Linked DNA regions of Zea mays: region 1 is linked to region 2. A link is a contact called in public Hi-C data. All regions are on one chromosome and are shown on one strand. The core of a region is the stretch at or near the end of the contact, and the rest is flanking DNA. Distances in the headings are between cores, read along the strand shown. Region 1 holds the start of LOC100384768 (SIT4 phosphatase-associated family protein). Region 2 holds the start of LOC103636032 (protein ALTERED PHOSPHATE STARVATION RESPONSE 1).

Region 1 (2,700 bases), core at 87-2,586, 230 kb after region 2:
AAGAATTCAGAATGCTTGGATGGAAGTGAATGAGGTGGTTGGGGGTATTTATAGCCTCCCAACCACTTCTAGTCGTTGGCTGAATTCTGCTGGCGATGGGCGCGCTGGACAACCACTATGCACTGTCCGGTGCGCGCCACGTCAGCGCAACCGTTAGGTTTCTGAGCAGTTGGCCGTTGGAGACGTTTGTCTTCTAGCTGCGCCGGACAGTCCGGTGCCACACCGGACAGTCTGGTGCCACACCGGACAGTCGGGTGCCCTCTGATTTCTGTGCTTCTGACTCTGTTGCGACAATCTTGCTTTTGCAAAGTCGACCGTTGGCGCAGAGAGCCGTTGCTCCGCTGGCTCACCGGACGGTCCGGTGAATTATAGCGGAGCACGTCTTCAAATTCTCGAGAGGGCTGGTTTTGAGTTGTACGACATTGGTGCACCGGACAGTCCGATGCGTCATTTTTCAGCACACTCAAGTTTCTTTTGCTCCAATTAAATTGTGTCTTTAACTTGATTCCTTTCTTGGTTTATGTTGAACCTTATGCACCTGTAATACATGAATTCTAGACAAAATAGTTAGTCCACGTGTTTACGTTGGTCATCAATCACCAAGATTAATTATAGGAAATGATTAACCCTATTTACTTTTAAAGAGAAATATGCCCCCATCATAAAACACAGAATCAAAGTAATCTCTATTATTATTATTATTATTGAATGATTCAAGTCTTGAGACTCTTATATTAGGGTTTACAATAATTTAAAATGAAAGAAGTATGACACAATTTTATTTAATTAAGTATATATACATGAAAGCAAATTAATAAAAAATATTGGGTAGTTCTTCGAAACAAATTTCCCCGTACAAGTCTCAAACGACAAGAAGGCCCTGTTTGGCACAGCTGCCGCTTGTTGAAAAAGCGGCTTATTTGATAAGCTGGTGAAAAGCAGTTTCTGCTTGTTGGCTGCTTTTAGTGTATTCTGAGAAGCAGCTGAACTGATAAGCTGCTGCAGAAGCTAGTTGTTTGGCATAACTTCTAGTTAAATTTGTGAAAAAGCTGAAAATAAGATGTGCCAAACAGGGTCGAAGAGAAATCAGGCAAAAACTCTGCAATCCGTTCACGTGTCTGCCAGCGGCCAGCGGCCAGCTGCCCCGGTGAAAGTAACAGCGCCCGGTGGCAGAACATTTACCCCAAATCCAACCCAAATCAAATTTCCCCAAACGGAGGAAAGAAACGGAAGCCGAAAAGAAAAGCGTGCTCTTTTTTCATCCTTCGTGCGTGGTGCGCGAGCGTGCGCCTCCCTTACCATCTCGCGATCCCAATTCGATCCGCTCGCCAGCTCTCCCCATCAGACCTGCCCTCCCCGGCCGGGCGATTCGCCGCCGCTACTCGAATTCGCGTGGACCCGTCATCCATTCTCGCTCCCCGGCGCCCCAAACCCTAGATCCGCTGCTGTTCTTCCCACCGCCGCCGCCATGTTCTGGCGCATGACCGGCCTCTCCGCGGCCTCGCCCGTGAGTTCCCCCTCCTTTGCTCCTCATTACACACTGTTGCTTCTCAGGTTGGGAGCGTGGGCGCGCGGCGCTGTTGCTGAGAGCTGCTGGTGTGGTTTGTTTGCTTGTTTCGGATTGGGTCGGTGGATTGGATTTTGGATTCGGCTGTTGGGCTGCAATGCTCGCTTATTTTGAATATTTCCCTTGGAGCTTCGTGCTGGAATTAGTGTACGAGTGCGCTGTGGCTGCGAGATGTGTGATTTTGCATCGATGTACGTGTATGCTGTTCCCGTGGATTTGAGGGTGCCAGTGGGGTCAGAGCTTGTGCTGCTGAAAGGAATGATACGCCTTGGTTCTGATTGGGCTTAGGTTTCGGGGAGGACTGAATCATTTGTGTGTGACAGGAGATTCATTTTATGGCAAAGAGGAGGCTTTGTTTGTTTTGTTATGCTGAACCTATTATCTTGTGGCATTCTGTTTCATGAACTTTTGTGATAGACAATTGTTTGTTATGCATAGGGCACTGCTGCTGCTGCAGAAAGTATTTGCATTTCACGCTGGAATAGTGTACCATTGCAATATGCCCTTGCCAATATATTTCTTTTTAGTTATGCTCATGGAAATGCCCTCGTTGGATTTACTGGGATTAAATTCTGTTTTGTTCACTGCATAGTCACATAATATATACAATGGAATAAAAATGATGTGACACCTGTAATTTTATGTACAAGCTTGCAACTTAATATATATCCGATTTTGTTTTTGAAGTGATTCTTGAACTTGATCACTTTCATTGTAAACCATTCTTATTCTTTCGATGGTCAGTTTAGTCACTGCAAATAGCTTGATCCATGGAGGCCTTGTGTTTTTTACTCATTTACTATTAAAGAGAGTTATTAATTCAGGGCCGTGTCTGAGACTTTAGGGGCTCTGGGCAGAACCATATATAAAAACACATTTTGATAGACCGAACGACAAAACACAATGAGTTAGCTATTGCCTATGGTATATGTGTACATGCGAAGGTCGATTGTCGATGGCGTGTCCTGGCGTTTTTGTAGTTCTGTCTGGACTCTCCAGTCCTTTGGAGACGTGGTGGCGGCAACACGACGGGAATTATGTTTTCTAGATGTATTCTGTTCTGAGTACTGACTTGAAAACTGGCTTACTTGAGCAGGCCAACAGCTGCTTCTGGCTTATGTTAGTGAGCAAGA
Region 2 (2,700 bases), core at 134-2,633:
TTGAGGTCGTCAACGATGACTTAGGATGGATACTGTGTGTGAGAGGTTGTTGTTGTCTGGATTGTTTGTGTGCCCTATATTGTGTTGTCCAGTCTACGTTTCTCTTTTTAATACAATCGGCAAGCTTTGTTTGGTTTTTTTTTAATGCGGTGGACATGCCATTTTATATTTTTATGGGTTACCATACTGATGTTGGTTTTTTTTCTATGGCCATCCCTATCGTACGTGCTCAGATTCCCACCCCTTCTTCTGAGAAAACGTGCTCGGATCTTTAATTGGCTGCGTTCGCTGCTGCACATAGTTTCTAACATCTGTTTGTCTCATATGGATCAAAACATTATATATATATAGTTTTTATCGGAGTTTAAATTTTTAATATTCGATCGTTTCAAAATCCATATACTGGAAATTGGATTTCTAATACATACATGAGATAGATACTAGTATCTGAATGATTGATGTCCGATTGTAAGATTAGAAGAAGAAAAATGGACCAGTGGGTGGACGGCGGCAGTAGCTACAACAGCAGGCGTAGGTGTGTCGACAGGCACCCAGCGTTTGCATTCCATCGACCACCTGTTTGGTGGCTCGGCTCGTGTTTATCTGAAATCCTATCACCCCTGCACGTGGCACTACCGTACAAGCAAAACCAAACTTGTCTCTCACTTCGTTACAGAAAAGCACATCACCATGGCAGTATAGTAGGTTGCCACGAATTGGGCTTACCTTCAATTTAATTAAATATACAGATGCAGCATTAGACTCAATCATTCTGAAACCACCCCAGTAGGCAGTAGCCCGTGTCAGATTCCGACGAATACGGCAGCACTAATTAGTGTCATTATGTAGTTTTTAATCCATATTATCCGTGATGGTGGGTGACGTGGAGTGTGGACCAAAGAGGCGAGACGCGAGAGAGAGGAAAGGCAAAACGAAAAAGCGAGGAAGGATACTACAATACAAGTGGTAAGACTGGCCGCAGCGCTCACCGCGCGGCCGCCCCCTCCCCTAGAGTGGCGGCTACAGGGGCGCCCCTGCGCCCGCAGCGCGGCCCCCTGCGAGCCCCCCCACGCGTGGGAGATGAACAGCACTCCCCTGGCTGTAGCGTGAGTTCAATCTCCCCCTATTCACTGTTCATCTGTACAGTGGTTCTTTAATAGGTGAAGAAAAAATGGTAACAGATGATGAATAGGGTAGGAAAGTGATATTTTATAGTTGTAGTGGGGTATAGGGGGAGTATTTAGGGGTAACCGCTGCGGTAGATGAAAAAATAGGGGGTGAAATGTTGATGATGTGACGCAAAAAAGTGATATAGGGGGAAAAATTTAGAGGGAACCGCTGCGGATAGCCTAAGCCGTGGAGTGCCGCCAGTGGCAGCGGTGGAAACTGGCAGCTCTGACCACATCCAATCCAACTGCCCTTGCTGCACAACCGAATCCCACGCCTTCTCTTCCTTTTCCCTTGCTCTCTCCAGCCCCTGCTGCTCCTGCCGGGCGCTGCCTGCCGCCGCTGACCGCCCCCGCTCTCTCTCTCTCTCTCTCTCTCTCTCTCTCTCTCTCTCTCTCGTCCCCCAATCACCCCAATTGCCGGGTGCTCCTCTTCCTGTCACCCCCATGTTGACTGCTGCCCGCCAGGCCGCCAGAGAGGGAGGATTAGGAAAGGGGGGAAAGAGAGACGGACGGCTTCTCGGGAGTGGGTAAGACTCACATGATGCAATTACCTCCATCTTTCCCTCTTCTCCTTTTGCGGGCATACTCTTCTCCTCCGCCTGGCTAGATCCTTCTTTCCTCGTCCCGGATTAGCTCCCAATCTCGCCAATGGTCCAGGTTGCTGGCCGTGGAACATTTCTTCAGTTGGGCCCACTCTCTGGTAAGGCAAGGCAACCAGCCCACAGCACACTACTTCTAAGTTCTAATTAGGGATATGTTGTTCTCTCTCGCGGCTGATTCATCGTTTTCTGGGTCGTCTCTTTTGTCTACCTGGTTTCAGTGCCGGTTCCATCGGGTTTTGACGCAAGAGTAGAGGACTTGGTAGGTCGTTGTGTTGTGACTCATTGTTGGAGAGCAGGACCGATTTCAGATTGAGGACAATTTCAGCCAATTTTGCAGGAACCCGTAAAACCCATCCGGAGAATTTTCCCTGCGCGTCCCATGATTAGGAGCTGCGGCTGGACAGTGCCCTACGCTCTGGAGTTTTAGTGCGAATCGTTGCCAGTTTCAGTCAACTTTTGATGGAGCCCAGGTGTTGAGCGCCAATTTGGGAGTTCCAGCTGACGCTGCAGTCTGCATTCTTCTAAGGCCATCAGTGAGGAATTTTCGTTCCTTGGTGGCAGATGGGTTCCTCCAGCTCTAAAGTGGACAATGAGGAGCCCGTGAGGCGCTCCAAGGACAGGAGGCGGCTCATGAAGCAGCTGGTGCGCCGCCGCCCAGAGCTTGCAGCTGCGCACATTGCATACCTGCACGCCCTCCGCAACACAGGAGCCACTCTCCGGCAATTTGTGGAGCTGGAGTCTGCTTTGTCACAGCAGCCTCCGGTAGGCCTTGCGGCGCCGCCCTCGCCTACTCCACAGTCGCTGCCGCAGCCGCAGCCCCCGCCACCTCCTGAACCCTCACTGCCACCCTCGCCACACCCCCCGCCGCCTCTGCCTTTTAGTCCAGTAACCACCATAAGAAAGATGGAGAAGAGGGATGGTGAATTCCC

What was found. Hi-C and Micro-C count contacts between places; a contact is called where the count stands out from the background.
Region 1: a Hi-C map of tassel shows a contact between it and region 2, with 2.7 times the contacts expected there. The contact joins the promoter of LOC100384768 here to the promoter of LOC103636032 in region 2. A contact is called at or near these places in 9 of 25 Hi-C or Micro-C datasets (bundle sheath, ear, endosperm and 3 more).

What each region holds. Positions count from the first base shown.
Region 1 is chr8:143,664,347-143,667,046 of Zm-B73-REFERENCE-NAM-5.0, forward strand. It overlaps LOC100384768 (SIT4 phosphatase-associated family protein), which reads left to right and starts at 1,337. Exons shown (of 19, transcript NM_001177224.2): 1 at 1,337-1,507. The coding sequence starts at 1,469.
Region 2 is chr8:143,438,177-143,440,876 of Zm-B73-REFERENCE-NAM-5.0, forward strand. LOC103636032 (protein ALTERED PHOSPHATE STARVATION RESPONSE 1) reads left to right here and starts at 1,384. Exons shown (of 7, transcript XM_020543385.2): 1 at 1,384-1,869; 2 at 1,990-2,030; 3 at 2,109-2,700. The coding sequence starts at 2,333.